3 separate regions of the Mus musculus genome follow, and all the other regions are linked to region 3. Evidence: chromatin contacts called from public HiChIP or PLAC-seq data. All regions are on one chromosome and are shown on one strand. The core of a region is the stretch at or near the end of the contact, and the rest is flanking DNA. Distances in the headings are between cores, read along the strand shown. Region 1 has its middle 14 kb from the start of Gm33905. Region 2 holds the start of Gpbp1 (GC-rich promoter binding protein 1). Region 3 has its middle 11 kb from the start of Gm15322.

Region 1 (2,901 bases), core at 95-2,594, 440 kb before region 3:
CAGGGGATTTCTCTCTCTGTCTCTCTCTGTCTCTCTCTCTCTCTTCTTTCTTTGCTTCCTGGAATGGAACCTCCGCAGACAGATTCATTTCAGTATTGCAGCTTGAGATTAGATGCCTTTTCTACTTGCTGGCCTTCATCTTTGTTGTTTACCAACTAGATCTCACGAAGAGAAAGGCAGACAGCATTGTACTTAAAGCAGAGGTGGAGGGTGGCCTCAAAGGAAGCGTGGCTCTTACAGTGTCTGGGAAGAGAAAGACCAAGGGAGTCCCCACAGTCTGCTTAGATGGCATCTGACCATGAGCGATGGGAGGAAATGACTGCCCACCGTGTGCACTTCACCCTCCCGTCGTCTTCCTCTGCTTTCTCAGGCTGAGGACAACCCAGGTGCCTGTGCCAAGCATTTGGCCTGGGGAGGAGTGACAGCAACACAAACTTACAGGAACGCTGCCTGCCTGAAGACAGTTTCTCATCTCTCTTTCTCTCTCTTTGCTTCCTCCCAGGCTCTGGTTGCTTCAGCAGGGTCCACCCCAGGGGTGGGGGGTGGGGGTGGGGACTCTTCTGTCTGTCTTCCCTGGAGAACAGTCTCTCTTGACCTGTCTCCGCAGGTCTCTTTGCTCAGTCTTACTTCTGTCTCCTGCCCTTTCTTCAGAGCTGGGTGAAACTGGTCCTCAGCAGTGTGAAAGTGGATTCTTCATGTGCTTTTCATCTTGCTGAGTCCCGGCAACATTTTATCCTCTTCTTGCTGCGAGATTGAGGAGCAAATGGGGTCAGGGGGTGAGGAAACGATAGATTCTTTTGTTGTTGCTGTTGTTCTAGGACCCCGCTATGGAGCCCATGGTGGCCTCATGGTCACTATTTTTCCATCTCATTCTTCCAAGGAACTGTAAATTTGCTGCCATGATTAGATTTTTTTGAGACTTTTTTTTGTTTTTGTTTTTTGAATAGCGGGACAGATAAATGCATATTATGTTAGAAAATTTCTTCAATACACTTCAGAGTATTGTGTGAAAACATAGTTAATCTGTACATCAACGCATCTGTTCATTCTCCAGCAGGTAAGGACTGAGCCCTTCCACGGTGTGCCGCCATACTTTACAATAGCCTGTGCTGCTTGCTGCGAAGGAGAGAAGAGATAAAGATAAATTGTTGGTTCAAGGCTGTGCTACTCTTGGATTTACCAACAGAGAGGACACATGGACGATGATCTTTAATGAGAACAATAGAACTGTTTCAGAGGCTGTGAAGGACACCACGAAACCCAGGACAGCAAGCGTGACAGATCAGGGCTCATGCTTGTACTCCACAAAGCTGTGGTTCCCCTCATCTCCAGCCCACGTTAGCTGTCACAGTGGCTAGCGGGCTGCTCTCTGCTGTTAGTAGCATCTCTTTGTGGGAATATCAGTGTGACTGTGGACAGAGGTTCAAGCTGAATTCTATTTATAGCATCTGGTGAGTCATTTATGTCACCTTGACAAAAGCCAGCTCCAGAGCCAACTTGCCATTACTCTATTAGAAAAGCATTCTCATCGGAATATTCTGATGAAACCAAAAGCAAGCTGTAAAATCCTCCTCGCAGCTTGCATGCCTGTCTTTTCATTGGCCTAATGTGATAATCCTTACACTCAACACTGCACCATGCGACAAGAGCACCTGTGGCTCTCAGTGCCTCTCAACACGTAGGGTTTCTTCCTGCCTGACATGGTGAGCTCCAGGACAGCCGGAGCTACATAGTGAGACCCTGCCTCCAAAACAAACAAACAAACAAACAAACACACACTAATCAAACAAATAAACAAAGGCTTTTTCTTAAAGGAAGTAGAGAGGGGAGATAATTTTCTGGTAGTTTTCTGCAGAGTTAACTTAGCAATTGGCCTGGAAAATATGCTAACCAACCAAGCTTCAAAAAGTCTTTCCACTCCTGCAAAGACTTTGAAGCACCGGCGACTTTGGTCTCTGTGACATTTCCACATTTGGCATTGACACCGGCCACTTTGATTTCAGCAGAGGAGAGATATGCTCAATGTAAAGGCTTTGAAGCTGCAGTTTTATCACTCAGTTTGAAAAAACAACCTCTGTGGTTAAGCATGCTAAATCCCCCTGCACTTTCATAGCAGTTTGGTTAAATGTTACTTTGTGGCGGTTGGAGAGTGAATGGGAGGTAACAGACGCGGTGCTGTTTCTGAAACAGGTGCAAAGGACGCTCTCATCTCCTAAGCATGCCACTGGCAGAGGCTCCTCATCAGACTTTATGCTTTGTTAAATGGAACAAAGTAACACCGATACCCGGGTCCAAGTGTCTAGACCTTTTGTAGATTGATAATGGGACTGTAATATGGTAAAGACCACTTGGAAAAGTATGGACGTTTCCCATCAAGTCTAAAGTACAAGTAATATACAGTGTTACAACTTCAGTCTTATCTATTTAAGTCAAGAGAAATGAAACTATATAACTGGGGGCTGGAGAGATCACCCAGTGGCTAGGAGGGTGTTCAGCTTGTGTAGAGGAGCTAAGTTTTGCTTCCCAGCATTCATGTTGACTGACACACAACCACCTGTAACTCCAGCGATAGGGGATCCAGTGCCCTCTTCTGGACCCACCTAGTACCTGAATTATTGAACACACACACATATACTCTCTCTCTCTCTCTCTCTCTCTCTTAAAAATAAAGCAAACTTTTAAAAATCCATAAAACTGGGCACAGAGTGGCTTGTGTGGTGAGCACAGAGGACAGAAGGGCCATCAGGGTCATGACAATCTGAGGAACTGTGGCGTGGAGCAAGGATCAGGGAGACAAGATGAGGCAGAGCCAGCGTTAGCCTTGGTGGGCTGCAGCGGGGATTTGGGCTTCTGTTCTGAGAACAATAAGAGAGCATTAAAATATTGAAAGCCAGAGGTGGT
Region 2 (2,952 bases), core at 105-2,604, 490 kb after region 3:
ATTTTATGGATTCAGGTCTCGTGTAGTGGAAAGAGTTTGGATTAAGACTTAAAACAGAGCTGGGCGGGGTGGGGCATGGTTGTGACCCCAGAGTTTGTAAAGCAGAGGCAAAAGGATCGGGCGTTCAAGGTTCTCTACATAGCTCTTTAGAGAAAGCAACACGAATCCTTGCCTCTCCCGTCCCCACTCGACCCATATTCAAACCCACCTAAAACAAACGGAAGTTTAAACCGGGTAGGTTGAGTAGTCAAGGTCCAGGGAGTAACTGGATCATTTCTAAAATATGAAACCAGCTTATGTAAAAAGTGAGGAAAACACATCTTAGACATTGGCACGATTGAAAAAAGCATCCTTTAGTTTTAAGCCCTTTTTCCCTTTGTACCTAGGGGGCAAGATGGGTAAAGATTGAGGTACAAATTAAGGCGAGTTTACATTCGGCGAACTTATAGGGGTAACGCACTAAACTACAAACCCTATAATGCATATAAAAAGTTTCTGGGAAATGACGCTCCGGTGATTTTCCCTCTTTAGGACGCTTCTCCCTCATTTCTTCTACTTTTTTCCTTTTAGAATTAAATCTCCAACCTTTCCAGAGTGAACCTTTGGCTATATGTAGAGAAAGTGAATACCGTAACTTTTTTTTTTTAAATAATCGTTTGTGCTATGCGGATACCCAGGACAACGCTGATGAAATAATCCATCTCCTTTGGAGTTATTAGAAATAGGAATTACTAGCGCGATGCTCTCTGGCAGCCCTTCGCACTCCGGGGGAACGGTGGCTGCAGCCGAGCCTCGCGCGCCTCCCTAACCCGGCTTCCGCGTGTTAACGTCCCGCACGCTCCGCGTGGCGCGCGACTGCGGCGCCCAATCACTCAGGCAGGGCCGGCTCCGCCCACGGAGCGCTCAGGGCCCGCGCCGAGCGGCCTGCGAGCCACGGCGGGCTTCAGGCGGAGCCGAACGAACGGCGCCCGCCGCCGGCCGTTCCGGGTTGCGCGGCGCTGCCGGGCAGACTCAGAAGCGCCGCACGCCCTGCGAGCCCGCCTGCCCGTCCGGACCGCCTGCGCTCGTCCTCTCCACCCCACCGTTCCCGAGCTCGGGGAGGGCCCGCGGCTGCACAGAGGCGCTCCTCAGGGAACGGACGGGAATTCCCCCTTCCACCGAACGTTCCGGATTGTTCACCGTCCTCACGTCAGCAGCAGGGGGTAATCCCCGGCTCCAGCTGCTCCTGACGTCACCGCGCCGAGACTCCGCCTCCCCGCCCCGCCCCCCGCCCCGCCCCCGCCCTTCCCCCGCGCCAGGCCCAGCCTCCGGGTCCTCCTCAAAGCCCCGCCCCCGGTCTAGCCCCGCCCCTTCCTCTCCCCCAGGCGCCGACGTAGAGGGCGGAGCTTCCCTGACCTGGGGCGTGAGCTGCTACTTGGGCCAGAAGGTTCTGTGGTGGAGGCCCTCCTCCTCCGGCTCCGCCCAGTGGGTTCGTTTGCACCGCGGCTTCCGCACCCTTTCTTCCTCCTCTTTTCCCCTCGCCCCGCCTCCCTCCTCTTACTTCTCAACCTCTCCGCTGCGTCCCCCCTCCCTCGCCACCTTCCACGATCTCGCGAGACTTGGCCCAGAACATTGCGGATCGGGTCGGCGCCATTTTGGGACTGAGACTGGTTGTGGGGGAGGGAAAAGCGGCAAAAGGGGATTATTCAAAGTACCGAAAACCTCCTCCCGGGATCGAGCGCAGCGGCACCCCCAGGCCAGGGGCACCTCTGGTGGGGCAGAAGGTAACACAGTCCCCTGGGCCCCGGACGGGAGTCTCGGGGACCGGGGGAGGGGTTGCCCGTGTCGGCGTTGGGGCTTGAGGGGTCGGGAGCGGCGTTGGTGGCGCGAGGCGTGAGGGTGCGGGCGGCCGGGGGGCGGCGTGAGGCGTGAGGCGCGGGGCGCCCGCCCGTCCTCCCTCCCTCCCTCCCTCCCCCCGGCCGGCGTTGACTCAGCCCGGCGGAGCGGAGGCGGCGGCGGCGGCCGTGGGGCGAGGTGGGCGGCGGGCCTCGGCGGCCGTGGTGGGGGGGGGTGGTGCTCGGCGGCGAAGGCCGGGAACGGCCGGGGCGCCCGCGGCGTCGGGCTAAGACCCCAGGCCCCGGCACGCGCGCCTTCCTGGGCCACCACCAGCAAGGCGGCCCCGGGAACCGGGGAACCGGGGGACCGGGGACTGGAGTCGCGGCGTGCGGAGCCGTGGACTTCCGCCGTGTGCTCGGCGGCGCTTCGCCCTCCCCGCCGCGCCGGGCTCCGTGGCAGTTGCGGTGGTGGTGGTGGCTGCTCGCCCAAGGCGAGCGCTCCGAAGTCGCGTCGGCTCCCGAGTCCGACGGGACCTGTTTATTTTCCCGGGGAGAGCACGGTCCTTAACGGGGTGGACGGGTCGCGTCCCGCACCTCCCACCCCTGGAGTTTTGGCCGAAACCTGTTTGCTTAATTTCAAGGGAATGGGGCCGAGCACCTGGAGCCGAGCGCTGCTCTCCCGGGCTTGGGAGTCAGCCCCCGGGCGAACCGTAGCCACTCGCCCTGCCACGCTCGCCTTGCCACGCTCCCCTCCCGCCCGCCGGCCTGCCCGCCGGCCTTCCTACTAAGCCGTAGTGGGGACAATCCAGCTGCTCCGTCCTCCGAGATTGCGTTTTGGAAGGAGCGTCACGCTCCTTTCCGCCTCTCACTCTCGGAGTCGGGTTCCCCGACGCTCCGTGGCAGCACCACCTGTCCATTTGTTTTCCTTTGGCACATGGGAGAGAATCGGGGAAGAGCACTGCTGAGACCGTGGGCCACTTTCGTAGTTTGAATATTTGCTCAAAGTTTTTAAGTTGGGCGCTTGCAACCTCCAGGGTACTACCTGCACCCAGTTCCCAGTTCAAATCGGAACTCTTCAGTGATATCGTCGCCCACAGTTTTCTAACTCCCTTCATTCAGTAGACTTCATCGAGGGCTA
Region 3 (3,135 bases), core at 535-3,034:
CTTGCCTTTCCCTCACAAAGAGAAACGCTCTAATCACTCAGATTTGAAAACCAAGTCTGGTCTATCTCCTTTTCCGTACCCTCCATACATTTTGGGGGGAAAATCAATAGTATGTGTGATGCACTGAAGGGTGGAGCACACCAGCTGCTTCAGGGTCATTACAGCAGAACATGACAGCCCTGAAAGGTAAGTATCGGCCTCCTCCACCTTGCAGATCAGCTCATGGTCAAGTCTGAGGACTCGGGCACCAATCACCCAACTGGGTGCTCTGGGTAGAACGCCCACTGGCCACCGAGCCTGAGCCCCTCCAGTTTCAGCACACTGGCCCTGTCCCATCCTGGAACACACTCTGATACATGCTGGGACTATGTGTGTGAGCCAGATGGCCCTAAATCCGTTCTAAACACTGCAGTGGGGTTTGGAGAAACTTAGCCCTGAAGGGACTCAGTTTACCCATTTTAAAACAGGAAAAAAGCATTCCTACCCACCTCATAGGGCTGTGGGAGAACAGCGGGGGCTGCTGTCTGTAAATCACACGGTTCATTCAGTCCCTGCCATGTGGTCACACTTGGTGACGTTGTTGATTATTAGTTTTAGTTTCTACACCAAAAATCTCTCTCTCTCTCTCTCTCTCTCTCTCTCTCTCTCTCTCTCTCTCTTTCTCTCTCTCACTCTCTCTCTCCCTCCCTCCCCGTGTGTGTGTGTGTGTGTGTGTGTGTGTGTGTGTGTGTGTGTTCAGGCCAGCACAAAACCACCCTCATCTGTACTTTTGTGTGCATTTTGTTTCATTCTGTTTTGTTTTGTTTTGGCATTTTTGTCTTATTGGTCTTTGTCTGTTTTTTATTTTGTTTTTGTGGATGGTGGTGTTGTGTTTCTTGTGAGTTTTTGTTTTGTTTTCTTTTTGTTGCTTGCAATTTTTTGTTTTTTGTTTTTTTGTTTCTTTTTAAAAGAAATAGAGAAAAGAAAGTTGAGTAGGTAAGGAGGTGTGGAGACTCTGGGAGGAGTTCGGAGTGAGAGGAACATAATCAAAATATATTGTGTGAAAAATATCCATTAAACACACACACACACATCTCGCAGGACTCAGGCCTCTCCTTCTGCCCTATAGGTGCGGGGAATGACCTCAGTTTCTCGGACTCGGCAGACTGAGTCCTTTTCCCCTCTGAGTCAGCGTACGTACACAAGAGAGTGCACTGTTATCTAACACTAATTCCTATACACATTCTAAAGGCACCCCAGCATTTTGAGCACACTTAATGTTCATGATCTGAATCAGTCAGTGCATGCAGGACTTCTTCACTGATCCCTTGTGCTGAGGAGCCAACTCTCTCCAAAGCCAGAAGTGGAACTACACAGTAGAGTTGCCATGGCAGCATCTGTCCATAATCAATGCTAGCTCCTTACTGAAGCCTTCTGAAGTAGCTGGCCCTGAGTTGTCAGGGTTGTGCGGGCTGGGAGCATCCAAGGCAGGAAACACCTGGGACTCTGCATTCACAGCAAGCAGATGTCACGTGACGACTAAAGTTATGCTGTAAGTTGACTTTACTGTGATGAAGAGATCTATAAAACAAAAACGCCTCTAACCTGTAAGCCCCACTTGCCCAGGGAGAGATAAGATTCTAGAATGCTGGGAGCTGTTGCTCATGCCAGACAACAAGCAGCACGTTTTCACTTCTGTAAACAAGGTTGGTTGCCCCAACTGCACAGGACGTGCTTCATCACAGTGGGCAGGAGGGTAGGTTGTACGTAGGCAGGAAGTATGTCAGGATACATGCTTGCCCGGATTGGATGAAGGTGGAAAGTACACAGCCCGTGGGTGTCGCCTTTATAAACCTGGCTAACGTAATTGAGGCCACTCTCTGGAAATGGGATGGATCTGGCAAGAGCCCATCATTCTGTCTAATATTTAATAAAGCTTGCTTCAAATTTGGCTTAAATCCAAATTGTGGTAATGGTCTTATTCTCACCCAGTTGGGTTAAAAATCAGAGACAAATCACGGTGCAGTGTGATGGAAACCTAGCCCCCTGTCTCTCTCTGCTGAGGTGACCCAGGCTACAGTGCAAAGTACGTTTCATAATTGTCTGCAAATTCAGCGACCAATGGCACTTACCTGAGATTTCCCATCGTTCTTTTTCTCCCCTGAGCCATCTAGCACCCCAGTGCCTTAACTGTTTCTTCCCAGAGTGCTTTGCTACGGAATCGCTTGCCTAGACACCCTCATCTCAGGGTTTGCTTCCGGAAACCTCAACCAAAACAAATTATTAGTTTTAGCAAACTGTTCACCTGATTTCTTTGTACAGTAAACAAACCAATCTCCAGGAGGAGACAGAATTGTCCTTCAGGAGGACAAGATTGCAAGTTGCAGGCATGGGTTGCTAGGTGAAATGGCACCCAGCCACCCCAGAAAGCATCTCCATTTTAGGGCTGCAAACCTCAGAAGGGAGAGCCAGTGTCTCCCTAGGCCTTCTACAGAGCCTGCACTCAAGGACATTTGCCATCGACATTGATTCAAATTTGTTTTCCTTCGCTCCCTTCATGGTTAAAAGCTCTGTTGACTGCCAATTACTGCTCACACCTGAAGAGACTAAGTCAACGGTCCAGGCAAAGGCACACATCTTACAAGCTGACTACCTCCTGGAAGTTCAGAGGCGCACAGATAAGGGAGAAGATAACCTAAAATGAAACTGAGCGAAATTCAATACCTGTTACTTAATATAGAACTGGCTTGAACTATAGAGCAAAGCAATAGTCAACAGAAAACTCAATAGAAGTGCTCTGTCCACACATTTAAAGGGCGGTACCTGATTTTAAAAAGGCCTAGACCACCAAGCTCACTGCCCTAACACACATGTGAATGGTAGGTGCTCAGGAACCTAGAAGTAGGGGCTCTAATTTTTTTGTGATGGGTCACAGCAGTTTAGATGCAAATACTGCTTCCTGCCTCCCCACTGGAGAGCCCTGACAGGCCAGCTGCTGTCTTCTCTCTCTGCACAAGAAGGGCAGCTTTGTGGAGGGGGATCACTACAGCATCTCACATTTCTATTTAGTCCTGGCTCACCTTCTTCCAATTTTCTCATCATCTCCTGAGTCCACATCAGCTAACACCCAAGTTTATAACCCCTCCCGACCCCGAT

The links. HiChIP or PLAC-seq counts read pairs in DNA pulled down with a chosen protein or histone mark.
Region 1: an H3K27ac HiChIP or PLAC-seq map of double positive thymocytes shows a contact between it and region 3, with 4 times the contacts expected there. The contact joins two enhancer-like sites. A contact is called at or near these places in 1 of 484 Hi-C or Micro-C datasets (CD4 T cells) and 4 of 115 datasets of contacts at active chromatin or transcription factors (CD8 T cells, double positive thymocytes, microglia and 1 more).
Region 2: an H3K4me3 HiChIP or PLAC-seq map of pro-B cells shows a contact between it and region 3, with 4 times the contacts expected there. The contact joins the promoter of Gpbp1 here to the enhancer-like site in region 3. A contact is called at or near these places in 2 of 39 promoter capture datasets (the C10 cell line and pre-B cells), 1 of 484 Hi-C or Micro-C datasets (B cells), 4 of 115 datasets of contacts at active chromatin or transcription factors (the SCID.adh cell line, double positive thymocytes, pro-B cells and 1 more) and 2 of 9 other capture datasets (adipose tissue and liver).

Annotation. Positions count from the first base shown.
Region 1 is chr13:112,424,009-112,426,909 of GRCm38.p6, reverse strand. No RefSeq gene overlaps it. Among named protein-coding and RNA genes, the nearest start is that of Gm33905, 14 kb to the right of the region's middle. Within about 2 kb of position 1,344, at least 79 of the 459 cell types and tissues checked have an H3K27ac peak or open chromatin away from gene starts, as enhancers often do. A contact at or near this core is called in CD8 T cells, double positive thymocytes and regulatory T cells, where this site is marked.
Region 2 is chr13:111,488,529-111,491,480 of GRCm38.p6, reverse strand. Gpbp1 (GC-rich promoter binding protein 1) reads left to right here and starts at 1,354. Exons shown (of 13, transcript NM_028487.5): 1 at 1,354-1,763.
Region 3 is chr13:111,982,775-111,985,909 of GRCm38.p6, reverse strand. No RefSeq gene overlaps it. Among named protein-coding and RNA genes, the nearest start is that of Gm15322, 11 kb to the left of the region's middle. Within about 2 kb of position 1,784, at least 85 of the 459 cell types and tissues checked have an H3K27ac peak or open chromatin away from gene starts, as enhancers often do. A contact at or near this core is called in B cells, CD8 T cells, the SCID.adh cell line and 7 more, where this site is marked.